Linked DNA regions of Mus musculus: regions 2 and 3 are each linked to region 1. A link is a contact called in public Hi-C and HiChIP or PLAC-seq data. All regions are on one chromosome and are shown on one strand. Each heading gives the region's core, a stretch centred on a gene start, on an enhancer-like site or on the middle of the called end of the contact. The rest is flanking DNA. Distances are from core to core; before and after follow the strand shown. Region 1 overlaps Tmigd3 (transmembrane and immunoglobulin domain containing 3). Region 2 has its middle 6.2 kb from the start of Wnt2b. Region 3 has its middle 18 kb from the start of Gm40118.

What was found. Hi-C and Micro-C count contacts between places; a contact is called where the count stands out from the background. HiChIP or PLAC-seq counts read pairs in DNA pulled down with a chosen protein or histone mark.
Region 2: a contact with region 1 is called in an HNF4G HiChIP or PLAC-seq map of pancreatic cancer cells. The contact joins two enhancer-like sites. A contact is called at or near these places in 1 of 39 promoter capture datasets (hippocampal neurons) and 1 of 115 datasets of contacts at active chromatin or transcription factors (pancreatic cancer cells).
Region 3: a Hi-C map of pancreatic cancer cells shows a contact between it and region 1, with 5 times the contacts expected there. The contact joins two enhancer-like sites. A contact is called at or near these places in 1 of 39 promoter capture datasets (hippocampal neurons), 1 of 15 datasets of contacts at CTCF or cohesin (embryonic stem cells), 21 of 484 Hi-C or Micro-C datasets (the N1E-115 cell line, adipose-derived mesenchymal stem cells, cardiomyocytes and 14 more), 5 of 115 datasets of contacts at active chromatin or transcription factors (T-cell acute lymphoblastic leukemia, cardiomyocytes, embryonic basal ganglia and 2 more) and 1 of 9 other capture datasets (embryonic stem cells).

The regions. Positions count from the first base shown.
Region 1 is chr3:105,893,896-105,897,717 of GRCm38.p6, forward strand. All of the region lies in intron 1 of Tmigd3 (transmembrane and immunoglobulin domain containing 3), which reads left to right. Among named protein-coding and RNA genes, the nearest start is that of Adora3, 8.6 kb to the right of the region's middle. Within about 2 kb of position 1,601, at least 231 of the 459 cell types and tissues checked have an H3K27ac peak or open chromatin away from gene starts, as enhancers often do. A contact at or near this core is called in pancreatic cancer cells, where this site is marked.
Region 2 is chr3:104,966,014-104,969,835 of GRCm38.p6, forward strand. No RefSeq gene overlaps it. Among named protein-coding and RNA genes, the nearest start is that of Wnt2b, 6.2 kb to the left of the region's middle. Within about 2 kb of position 2,163, at least 231 of the 459 cell types and tissues checked have an H3K27ac peak or open chromatin away from gene starts, as enhancers often do. A contact at or near this core is called in pancreatic cancer cells, where this site is marked.
Region 3 is chr3:105,087,261-105,091,082 of GRCm38.p6, forward strand. No RefSeq gene overlaps it. Among named protein-coding and RNA genes, the nearest start is that of Gm40118, 18 kb to the right of the region's middle. Within about 2 kb of position 1,826, at least 15 of the 459 cell types and tissues checked have an H3K27ac peak or open chromatin away from gene starts, as enhancers often do. A contact at or near this core is called in pancreatic cancer cells, where this site is marked.

The sequences.
Region 1 (3,822 bases), core at 351-2,850:
CCCACAGTAGTGTGATTGACCTTCCAGGGGCCATGCCCTTAAAGAAAACTGACTTTCCCTCTCCCAGAAGGACACGCCCCCTGCTTGGACTTAGGTTTCTGGAGCAACCTTCCCTTAGGCTGACCTTCCGGCAGTTCCTTGGAGCCCCACCCAGCCAGCAGCTGCCCTCGCCTCCTGCAGATGTTTCCAGTTTGCAGATTGCTTGGGGTTCTCTTTGGTCATTCGTTCCATTTGCTCAGAAACAACAGCCAGCATTCTTGTCGGGAAGTGAGAGAGTGCCAACCTCAGGATGACACAAAAGGCCCCAGTCATGGGAACTAGATAGAGATGGGGTGGGGGCTGGAAAGGACCAGAGACTGGACCATCTGCAGTGACCTAGACTTCTGCTGGCCTCTGCTGCAGCCGGGGCCACCAAAACAACATCTATCTGGCTTCCATCTGGCAGGGCCCAGAGTGGGTCAGTTGAGTCATCCTGGAGGGTTCAGGTCAGAAAGAGCCATTCTCCTGGAGGCCCGGGAATGACTGGAGAGTCATTCTGGTTCCTTGGCCCTTCACAGTCAGGATCTATTCCAAGGTTAATGAAAGGTTAGAAAGTGTTTGGTATTCAGGATCAAGTGCAGACACAAATGAATAGGCTGCGCATTAAATCGTAAATTGTGTGCCGTGCGTTTCATGTCTGTCAAGCAGCTGTTTTGGCAGGAGGTGACCATAATATTCATCAACCTTCACACCCTGCCCAGAAGGTGGCCTTTTTATAGCCTTGAAAAGTGCCAAGTGCTCTGCCACGCCCTCCAGAATGAGTGACAGGTAAGACACAGAAACTGTGGTTATGGTTCTGAATAGGGCGGGCTCTTGAGATAGCCAGGCTTCACCTGCAGCAACGGAGAGGCCCCTGTGGCTGCGGGTGCTCCATCCTGCCTGTCTAGGAACTGCCTGCAGTCAGACCCCCCAGGCTGGCCTCTGCCTGGGCTCACGAAGGGGGGCGGTCTCATAGCTGAACCCTGGCACAAGCTTCTTCATGCGGTCAAGCCACTCACTTCCTGGCAAGTAGAGAAGATAGGAGAAGACGTCATCGCCGTCCTGCCATCGCCTTCGGGTGAGTCCAGTTTCTGAAGCTCAGAAAACCAACAGAGGATTTGGAGCAAAAAGCTTCTTCAACAAAAGACGAGAGAAAGGTGCCAAGGAAAGCCACATCTAGACCATTCCAACCTCAGGGGCACAGCCAGCCTGCAGTTCACGGTTCACAGAGGGTCTGTGGGTATAGAGACGCTTCCTGTTGGTTCAGTAACCAGCAAGCACCTCATGAGGAGTCACTGGCCCGGTGCCCATGAGGCCCACAGGAAGAGCATGGGTGCAGGACTCTAAGAGTGGTCCAGACCCTGCCCCAGATGTTGGGTGTTTTTTACTTCTTTCAGGTCCCAAAGAATAATCTTCCTCCTTCACCAAAGAGGAATTAAAGACATGGGAGATTGGGCAATGTGGCCAAGGTTATCCGCTTAGAAACAAAGCTCACAAAGCAAGAAGGACGTGGCATGTTCAACGTCTGAGTCACTCGCTGGCAGCCAGCCCATTTTGATTTCTTCCCCGGGGCTGGGCCTCAGGGCATAAATGCAGTGGGACAGGCCTGACACCTGGAGGCAGAAGCCCTGTGTGTACATGGAGTGGGACAGGAGGTGGTTCGATGCGGGAATCTCACCGAGGCAGAGAACTCTGGCACAGGTTTGAGTGCTGAAGGTCTGGAAGGTAACTTCCAGTAAGAGGTGATATGACTGGCTGGCACATCAACCTGGATGGACAGGGCAGGGAGACTGGCCATGACACATACATGCAGTGGATCACTGTCTGGTTGGGTGGTCCTAGGGTGTTCATCTGTGGGCTCAGCGAGGTGGGCACCAGAATAAACAAGGAGCTAAATGTTCTGGCTAGCCGGTTTTGACCTCAAACCAGTCACTTTGGGCACCAGTTTCCTCTCATGTTCAATTCCACTTCTAGCACACTTGTGCTCTAAAATCTCACTGTGAATGTTGATTTGGGACAAGAAAAGTGATGAGTGTAACACCAGGAACAGTTCTAAGCCCTACAGAAAAAGCAAGAAGAACAGGGCCAAGAACAAATGACAGAGCTCTGATCATGGAACACAGAAAACAGGGTGCCCATGGCATCAGATTAGACAAATCACACTGAAGAGAGAATGGACGTGTGGTGGTAAACAAGCATAGAGAAGCCACAAACTGTCTTGTAAGGCATTCTCTCTAAGGGCCTCTTAACCAGACTGAGTAACATAACCCCAAAAGACTGCAGGGAAAAGATGCAACAAAGAAACAAAAAATGGACCCTCTCGTTCCTCTCAGCTTCTGCCCAACACAGTGACATGGTTAGCACCCTCTTGGGCTGGGGTGGGATGTGTGTGGGGGTAGGGTGGGGACAGACCTGGGAATAATATATGCATTCAGCTCCAACATAAAACAGGTCTCCCATGTTGCCAGGTGTTATAAGAGGCTCCTGGAGGTCCAAAGTTGAATAGGAAGTGGGAGAAACAATTTAACTCCAAAGTAGCATAAAAGTGCTCAAAGAGAGGATAGCATAAGCTGAAATGGAATCCATAGTGAGGGAGGGGCCACTGGCTGCCCACCAGCGCCTTTGATCCTTCTTGGGAGTTGATTGTACATACAATGGTAAGTGGGTTCTGCCTGTGCCGTGGGTGGCACCATCCCGGATACTTCTGGGCATCAGTGCCCCAAGCTCTGTTATTGAGTCCTCTCCAAGATACTCAATTAAAATGACAGCTTTGCCATGTTTTGTTTCTTGTTTCTAGAGACAGGGTCTCACTTTGTAACCTTGGCAGTCTGCTCTGGCTTTGAATTCACAGAGATCAAGCTGCCTCAGCCTCCCAACTTCTGGGATTCCAAGCATGCATCTGGCTGGGTATTTTATTTTTAGAATTACACAAATCCCTATGGGTGAATGGGAAGCAACACCAAAGTTCCTTCTATGTGCTCGTTATTTGTGACTTGCAGTCTTCCCAAAAGCATGTGCTCATAATAAAAGAACAGAGCATGACAACTAAGATACCAGGAGCCAGGGCTGGAGATTTGACTCAGTGGTTAAGAGCATTTGCCACGGACTGGAGAGATGGCTCAGCGGCTAAGAGCACTGACTCCTCTACCAGAGGTCCTCAGTTCTATTCCCAGCAACCACATGGTGGCTCACAACCATCTATAATGGGATCCAGTGCCCTCTTCTGGTGTGTCTGAAGACAAAAACACAGTGTACTTACATATAATAATAAATAAATCTTTAAAACAAACAAACAAACAAGAGCAATGGCAACTTGTGATGGTTTGAATAAAAATGGCTCCCTTAGGTTCATAGGGGAGTTGCAGTATTAGGAGGTGTGGCCTTGTTGGAGGAACTGTCACTGTCTCAGAAGCTCAAGCCAGGTTTAGTGGCTTATGGTCTCTTCCTGCTGCCTGCTGATCTAGATGTAGAATTCTCAGTTACTGTTCCAGCACTATGTCTGTCTACGTGCCACCATGCTTCCTACCATGATGATAATGGATAAAACCTCTGAACTGTAAGCCTGCTCAGTAAAATGTTTTCCTTATAAGAGTTGCTTATAAGGCTGGTAAGATGGCTCAGAGGGTAAGAGCACTGACTGCTCTTCCGAAGGTCCTGAGTTCAAATCCCAACAACCACACGGTGGCTCACAGCTATCTGTAATGGGATCCGATGCCCTCTTCTGGTGTGTCTGAAGACAGCTACTGTGTACTTATGTATAATAATAAATCTTTGGGCTGGAGCAAGCAGGGACTGAGTGACCAA
Region 2 (3,822 bases), core at 913-3,412, 930 kb before region 1:
GGGTGATCACTGACCTCCTCAAAGGCAGGTTCCCATTTTACCTTCAACCTTTCCCCCAATGTGCCTGAACCACGTAGGCTAAGCACTGAGCTCTCATTCTTGCCTGATGTCTGTTCTAGGCCCCAGGCTGATCCGGATGTTAGATTGCTCCCAGTGAGCCCAAATCCGCAGACCCACTGTCACCCCCTCTCACATGACCTTCCTCAGCTCTCAGGCTTTCTCCCCATCTCCTCTCTGGGGTACCATTCTCTCAAGCTTGTGATTCCGTGTCTAGCCCTAGCCCGCTTTCTAGCTTTGTTTCCTGGTCTCACTGGTCTGGCTTTTATTTCTGTCTAGATATTTGTCTGCCCCTCTTTCTCAGTTCTGCCACTTGGCTATCTCCTGGTTGGCCTTCTGTCTGTCTCTGTCTCCCTATTCCTCTGTCGGTCTCTCCCTTGCCCCCTTCTCTTCAGAGAGAGGGGAGAGACAGACAGACAGACAGACAGACAGACAGACAGAGACAGAGACAGAGGGAGAAAGGGAGAGAGAGGGATGCACAGTTGTGACCCATGTTCTTCTTTCTTTTCTCTCTCGTCTCCATCTGTTTCTCGGTGTCTGGCTTTCTGACTCTCTCCAGGACCTGCCTCTATACGTTCTCTGGTGCATGACTTTATTCTACCCTCAGCTCCTGCAGTACAAGGGCCAGAAAAGATTTAAAAACAAAATGCTTCCTACCTTCAACTCAATGCAGAACTTAGGCACTATTTACAATACTGTAAGTCACTTCCCCACGTTGGGCCTCAGTTTCCCCACACTGGGACTAGAGTAGATGGAGAGGATGGAGAGCAACTTTCTGCTGTGGAACGTCCTCTGTCTTTATCTCTTCTTCCTTTAGCATACGCCATCCTGTTATGCCCAAGGCCTCTGCCTCTGCTTCTAAATTTGACCCTGAAGCCTGGACTCGAGCGTCTTAAGGACGCCAATGGGGAGAGTCCCTGTTAGTGTCAGCCAGCAAGGCCCTCAAAGCAAGATTCGTCACTACTCCACTCCCTTAAACATCAGTGTAGACAGGGTCCCTTTCTGGGGCCATGTCTGGGATACAAACCAGATTAGCTCATCTCTCTAATCCTCTTTGTGCTGGAGCCTCTGCCAGGCAAGGACACCCACAGTGCCGTGTGTGTGTGTGTGTGTGTGTGTGTGTGTGTGTGTGTGTGTGTGCGTATTTGTGTGTGTGTATGTGTGTGTGTGTGTGTGTGTGTGTGTGTGTGTGTGTGTGTTCTTGGAAAGGCAGGGCACACAAGGTTCTCTCCTCTGGACCCCCTCCTTCGAGTAAAGGCCAAGTCAGCAAGCCTCCCTGTGTTTAAAAAAAAAAAAAAAAAAAAAGGCTGAGGTTTGAGCCAAGCTTGCCTCCCACCTCCATTCCAGTCTCTTCTGCAGGCTTTCCAGAACTGGATTATGCATTTCAGCTATTCCCCTGTTCCCGAACAGTCCAGAATCTACCCCTCTTCAACGCATATCTCACGGCCTAATTGTGTGTACTTTTCGGTCATTTTAGGACTTGGCAATCCCTTCTTGAAAAGCCCAGAACTTGCAGAAGGACATAGGGAACGTGGGGGAGGGGTGGGGTGGGGATCAGGCTGGCCCTCGGCATTGCACTTCAAATTGGAAGCCTCCAACCAAGTCCCTGAATTTTCCTTGGAGAGATCTCTCTGGGCTGATAAGATCAAAGCATTCCCTCTGCCAAATCATTACCTTATTTTCGAGGCAATTACAGAACTTATTGTATCAATTAGCCAGGTCTCCAGCTGCAGCTGTTTATCGCTGGCTTTTAGTTCGCTGGCTAAGGGTCTGCCCTGCCGAGAAAGCCGGACCGAGGAAAGCGAGAGAAGGGCGGCGTCTGGGCCGGGAAGGCCCGGTTGCTCTCTGTGGGAATGGTCGGCGGAGGGCGGGAGGGCGTCCAGGGGAGTGGAGCCCGCGGACCACTCTCGCCGCCATCCCTCTGTTCTAGGCGTCACAACGCACGGACGTGGCCCAGAGAGACGCCGCAGACCCAGGGGTGAGGCAGGTCGCCGGGGTCGGGCGAGGCCGGGGCTCCGCGGGGACCCGACTGAGCGAGCCCAGACGCCCAGTCCTTTGCAACGCTCGCGGCCGGCTGGAATGCACCCCGTGCGCAGGGCGCCCCGCCGTGGCGTTTTCTGGAAAGACAGAGGGCCGAGTTTCATTTTGGGGATCCCTGGGTTTCAGATAGGTCTGGACACAGAGAAGGGAGATATTTCCAAGAGTGGAAGAGTGTGACGTTCAGGGATTCCACCAGGACCGCAGCGCCTAGAACCAAACGTACCTGAAACCAGCATGGGTAAGGAATCCCTGGACGTCCTCAGACTTTTTGATCTTAGAAACACAAATATTACCGAGGTTCCTCCAGAGGGCTTCTTTTGTTTAGGTGAATTACTGTCACTCACGGTCACTGGAGTAACAGAAACACAGGGACCAACTGATAAAGTCCCTGATGGCCAGCCGAGGAGGCCATGAGCAACAACATAAAAACATTTCTTGATAGTAATCCAAAGAATAAAACAAATATCCACGAGTCTGAACTAATATAAATAAACAACTGAACAAATAAATAAATGGGGAAAGGACAAGTCTCCCATGTAGGAAGACTTCCAAGAAACTTATGTAGACACTGCACACTCAGCGACACGAAGTATGATTCTAATCCTTAAGTGTGCGCTGCACATTCTGACATCTTCCTAACACACACAACACAGCTATGGTGTGGGGAAGGGAAATGGAATTTACCATGGGAGAAACCTGACAAATACTTTAGCCGGGGCATCAGGCTCAACATTATTGGAGTCAGGGCAATAGTTTTTGCCCCAATGACAAAAATAACACTTAAGTCTCTTGTTGCTACAGAGCAACAGGACCACATTTGTTGCTAGAGAAATGGTAAAATGGCCCAGTGAGTTGGGAAGGCAGCTCAGGGATGTCATAGGAAATGCTATATACTCTTACCGCGTAACGAAATAATTGCACCCATTCACTGGGATGGCCACATAAAATCCTGCACACAGAGGCTGATAGCTACTCTCTCCATAACTGTCAGGATGGGGGAGCAACTGACATGCCCTTCAGAGATGAATGGAGACGTGAGCTGTGCATACAGAGAATGGAATGTTTTTAGTGATAAAATGAGCTATGAGGCCTGGAGGAGCTTCCCCTGTATATCACTAGCAGAGAGAAGTGGACCTGAGAAGCTGTGGCTCCGACTGCATTTCTGACAAAAGGCAAAACCACGGGAATGATAGGGTCAGGATTCCTTCCTCTGGGACCCCTTTTTGTAATCCCAGTGTCATGAGAAACCAGGAGAAAAATATCGGACAAATCCATCCGAGGAATTTATCTATCTATCTATCTATCTATCTATCTATCTATCTATCTATCTATTTATTTATTTATTTTCGAGACAGGTTCTTGCTGTGCAATCCAGGCTGGCCTTGAACTCTCAACCCTTCCACCTCAGTCCACCACAGGCTGGGGTTATTGATATGCATCATTACATCCTGCTGAAAATAATTTCCTTATTTGTTTCTTTTTGTAATATGCTAGGGATAGTATTTCCAGAATGGAGCCTAAAAAATAATGAGGACATTAGGAGGAAATAGAAGAAATCTATTTATTTATTTGAAATGAGCAAGTTGGTGAGATTGCTCAGCAGGCAAAGATGTCTACTACCAAGCCATATGGTAGAAGAAAGTGACTCTCAAAAGTTGTCCTTTGACTGCCACATGTATATCATGGCACAGGGACACACACACACTCTGGATAGATAGACAAATG
Region 3 (3,822 bases), core at 576-3,075, 810 kb before region 1:
AGGAGGTTGGAAGGTGGCGGCGGAACCCCTGGAGCTGGAGTTACAATGGTTGATGGACAGTGTGGGAATTGAAACCCGGTCTTCTGAAACAGCAACTAGGTCTCTTACTATTCAGCCATCTCTCCAGCCCCATGGTTCAACTTTAAAAATATTTAACAAGGGGAGCATTTATACTTGAAGAGGATCCAGTCCACCGTGGTTATAACACTTGGCAGCAGGCAGTGACACCTGGCAGCAGGCGGCTCCAGGGAGAGCAAGCATGTGGCCTCTGCCTCCTCACACTTCCTGAAGCAGGAAGCAGAGGTCCTATAGGAAGTGAGGCTGGGACATAAAACTTCAAGGCCAGTTCTCAGTCACTCACTTCCTCCAGGAAGTCTCTGCCTCAGAGAATTCCTGCAGCTTTTCAGAATAGCACCACTGGCTGGAAACCAAGTGTTCAAACACATGAACATACAGGTGACGTTTCCCTTTCAACCTGTAACACTCTGCCCTTGGTGTCCACAGGCTCATTAGCTACTGTCTTTGAGCATTAGCATCTAATCACAGAGGTTAAGTTACTCTTTGGGACTTGCCCGAATTCTTTCTAGTTTAGAGGCTTTGGACCAAATGAAGCTAGAGCACACAGTCTCTGCACTACCCAAAGACTAGTGAGGAGGAAGAAATGTCAGAGAGAGGATTTGGGGGCTAGATTTGTGTCCGTGTGTCCATGTGCATGTCTGTGTGCATGCGTGTGCGTTTCTAGCTGAGGACTCTGAGCCAGGTGCTGAGTGAGACAGACTTAGGTGTACACAGGGGCTTGACAGTCCTAGGAGGGAAGGAAGCTGAGGTAGCAGGTTGGCTTTCAGTGGGTGATGCAGTCCGGAGGAGGCCCTTGCTGGTCCAGTGGCTCAGCCACTGGTGGGGGGGGGGGGGGGCACCTGTAAAAGAATTCCCTAAAGCTGAGGTAGCCTCCTATGAAGCAAAACCCAATGGATTTGGAGCAAACCGTCAGTGTTTTGATATCACATGAGTGTAGAATCGTCAAGTCTGCCCTAAGGACAGACCTGAGGTTCAAATTCCAGCAGCAGTGGACTTCAGGTGACTTTTCTGCCTCACTTTCCCTGTCTGTAAAGTGGAGAAAATATTTCCCTACAGGGTGATGGGAAGATAGGACAAGGGTGATGTTGGGTGTGGTGACTCATACCGGGCGCTGGGAGGCTGAAGCAGGAGGGTCAGGAGTGGGAGATCAGGCTGGGCTACAGAGTGAGATGCTGTCTCCAAAACAAAAAAAAAAAAAAAAAAAAAAAAAAAAAACCCAAAAGGACAAACCCGGCTTAGCACATTCTCTGTCACAGTGCAGACACCAGTCAGTGTTCTTCTTTGCTAGGTGGAAATAAACCAGGCCAACATCGTGTTCTCTGAACCAGTTCCCACCCTGCTCATTTAAAGCCTCATTTCCTCCCAGGCACCAGTGTTATTTCCCCCATCTTCTGGATGTGTCCCAGGACCTGTGGTGTGCCCTGACTTGTTCATCTCATGATCTCAGCTTGGAGACTCAGGACCTCCTTGGCTTTTGACCCTCCCAGATGGGTCTACCCAGCTCCTGTTCCTGTGAGATGAGGTTATTATTTTCTAGAATATACCAGAGAAAGAATGGCCAAACTGCATCTCTTACAGCTATCTGTCAGCACATCCCACCGCACATCCCACCAGGGATCTTCCTAAGGAGAGACTGCCATGTTCCCTTTGTTAAGTGCCTCCCTAAAAGCCTAGGACAGAGTATCCTGCCTTGTGTACTCTGCGAAGCAGGACAACGCGTGGTTGGCTAAGCCAGGTATGTATTTTGTGTGAGTCATTATTCGTCACCAGGGTGTTGGCCATGGTAGGGACACAGGTCTCCAAGGCCCTATACTTCTCACATATATGTGATTGGGTTTGATTTACTGGGTTGTGTTGACTCCTTGAGACATGAACACAAAGCAGTTTTGTTATTCCAGTGGCTGCTGCCTGCACTCGATGTGTATGGTACAGGTCTCTCTCCCGCTGAGAAGCAGCTCCCTTCACCATCTGTGCATGTCCATATCTTCTCAGCCACTTTCACCCACCACAGTGGTCTTATTATGTTAATGAAGACACAGTCTTTTATCTTAAAGATGGCATTACAATTTTTAATTCAAGCTTTTCTCCTTCCCTTTTAACAAATGCTGGAGTTGGTCCACAGCTGTTTGGAGCAGTGGTTGAAAAATGGGGTTTGCTTTGGAGGCACCCTGTCACCCTTCTTTTTGAGGCCTAAGTGCCTCTGGGCAGAGTGTGGGGGGGTGAGGAATGGTTGACTTCTTTACATGACTTACAGGAAGGAGCAACTGTCCTTTACTCCTTCCTAGTTCGGTATGGCTCTGCTGGAGTTTTACAGAGCTTTCTTCCCAAGCCAGGACCACCCCTTCCTCTCCTTACCCATTAGCTGCACGTTTAACATCACTAGTAATAGAGGCTCCCGGGGACGCCATCTCTGCTATGTGTAGCCAACTCTTAATTTAAAAGCTTCCAGGTAAAGCTGGGCTCTGGTCACTCTGCTGACTTCCGAGCATCACCACATGAAGTCACAGGGTCTTCTGGATGTTCTGCAACAACTATGTGAGAGACCGCAGATCATATGGGAAGGGCGTCCTGTCTTCTGCCCAGGCATGTTTTAGTAGGCATGTCTGTTGCTTCTGGTTGCAAATCAGTGGCCTTCCCACTTTCAGAACCTCTAGGCTTCCGATGAGTAGCGATTTCAATGCAAGAATGCTTGCTTAGGAGCTGAGGAGAAGACTCAGTGGGTAAAAGTTCTTCTTACACAAATATGAGGACCCATGTTTGAGTTCTCCCAGAACCTCTCAGAGTCCATGTAAAAAGGGACACAGTGATGGGTTCCCAAGCCAGATATGGGATGGTGTAGCATTGCCCATAATTGGGACGTGTCTCAGAGAGCACTGCAGGAGTGGGGTCACTCCCTACCTAGATCAGACTTGGGCCTACTCAATTCCGTAGAGACAAAGGCCACATCATGATAAAGCCAGTTAGGCTTCTGTTTCCCTGCCAGAGAACTGGCTTCTCAGAAACCACGTGATCTACAATCTGCTAATCTAGCTGGTACGCTTGGAAGGCCCTTGCCCCTGCAAGCGGCACCTCCCTTTCTCAAGCTATATAAGCCAGACTTTCTATTTCAATGAATGAGCTCTCCCCCCCAGGTCATTCATCCCTGCCATGCTCACCACCACCCAGGACTCTGTCCCCCAGCTCCTCCGCATCCTGAGACCGTTGGTGTGCAATGGCTGATGGGAGGTGGAGATAGGACAATCCTTGGAAGCTTGTGGACCAGAGAGTCTGGAGCAAAAAAGAGATTCTGTCTCAGACAAGGCAGAAGGCAAGGTCTGACCTGAGTTTGTCCTCTGACCTTCACACGTGCACTGTGGTACGAGGGTACCTGTATTAACACACTAAGGTGCACGAACCTGTGCACACACGCATGCACACATGGACATGCATACCCACCCACACACTATTTTGTTTCAGATGTTCTTGCTTTGTATGTGTAAGGTTCTAGCTTCAAACTCTGGTAACATAAAATAAAAAAGGTTATTAAATCAGTGTCTACGTCAGGCATAGCTCCAGATCCCAGCCAGGAGCATCAAGGGCTCTGCTTTCTTTCCCTCCAGTTGGGCAGTGGAGTAGAAATCACTTGGGGCTGCATCTCAATCTTCCAGACCTCTGAGGATGCTCTGGGCTTCTGAGTTTGGATTGTCTCTTCCTTCATCTCGGGTAGAAATCACCCGTCAGCTTTCCCACAGGAGAGAGAGGGCC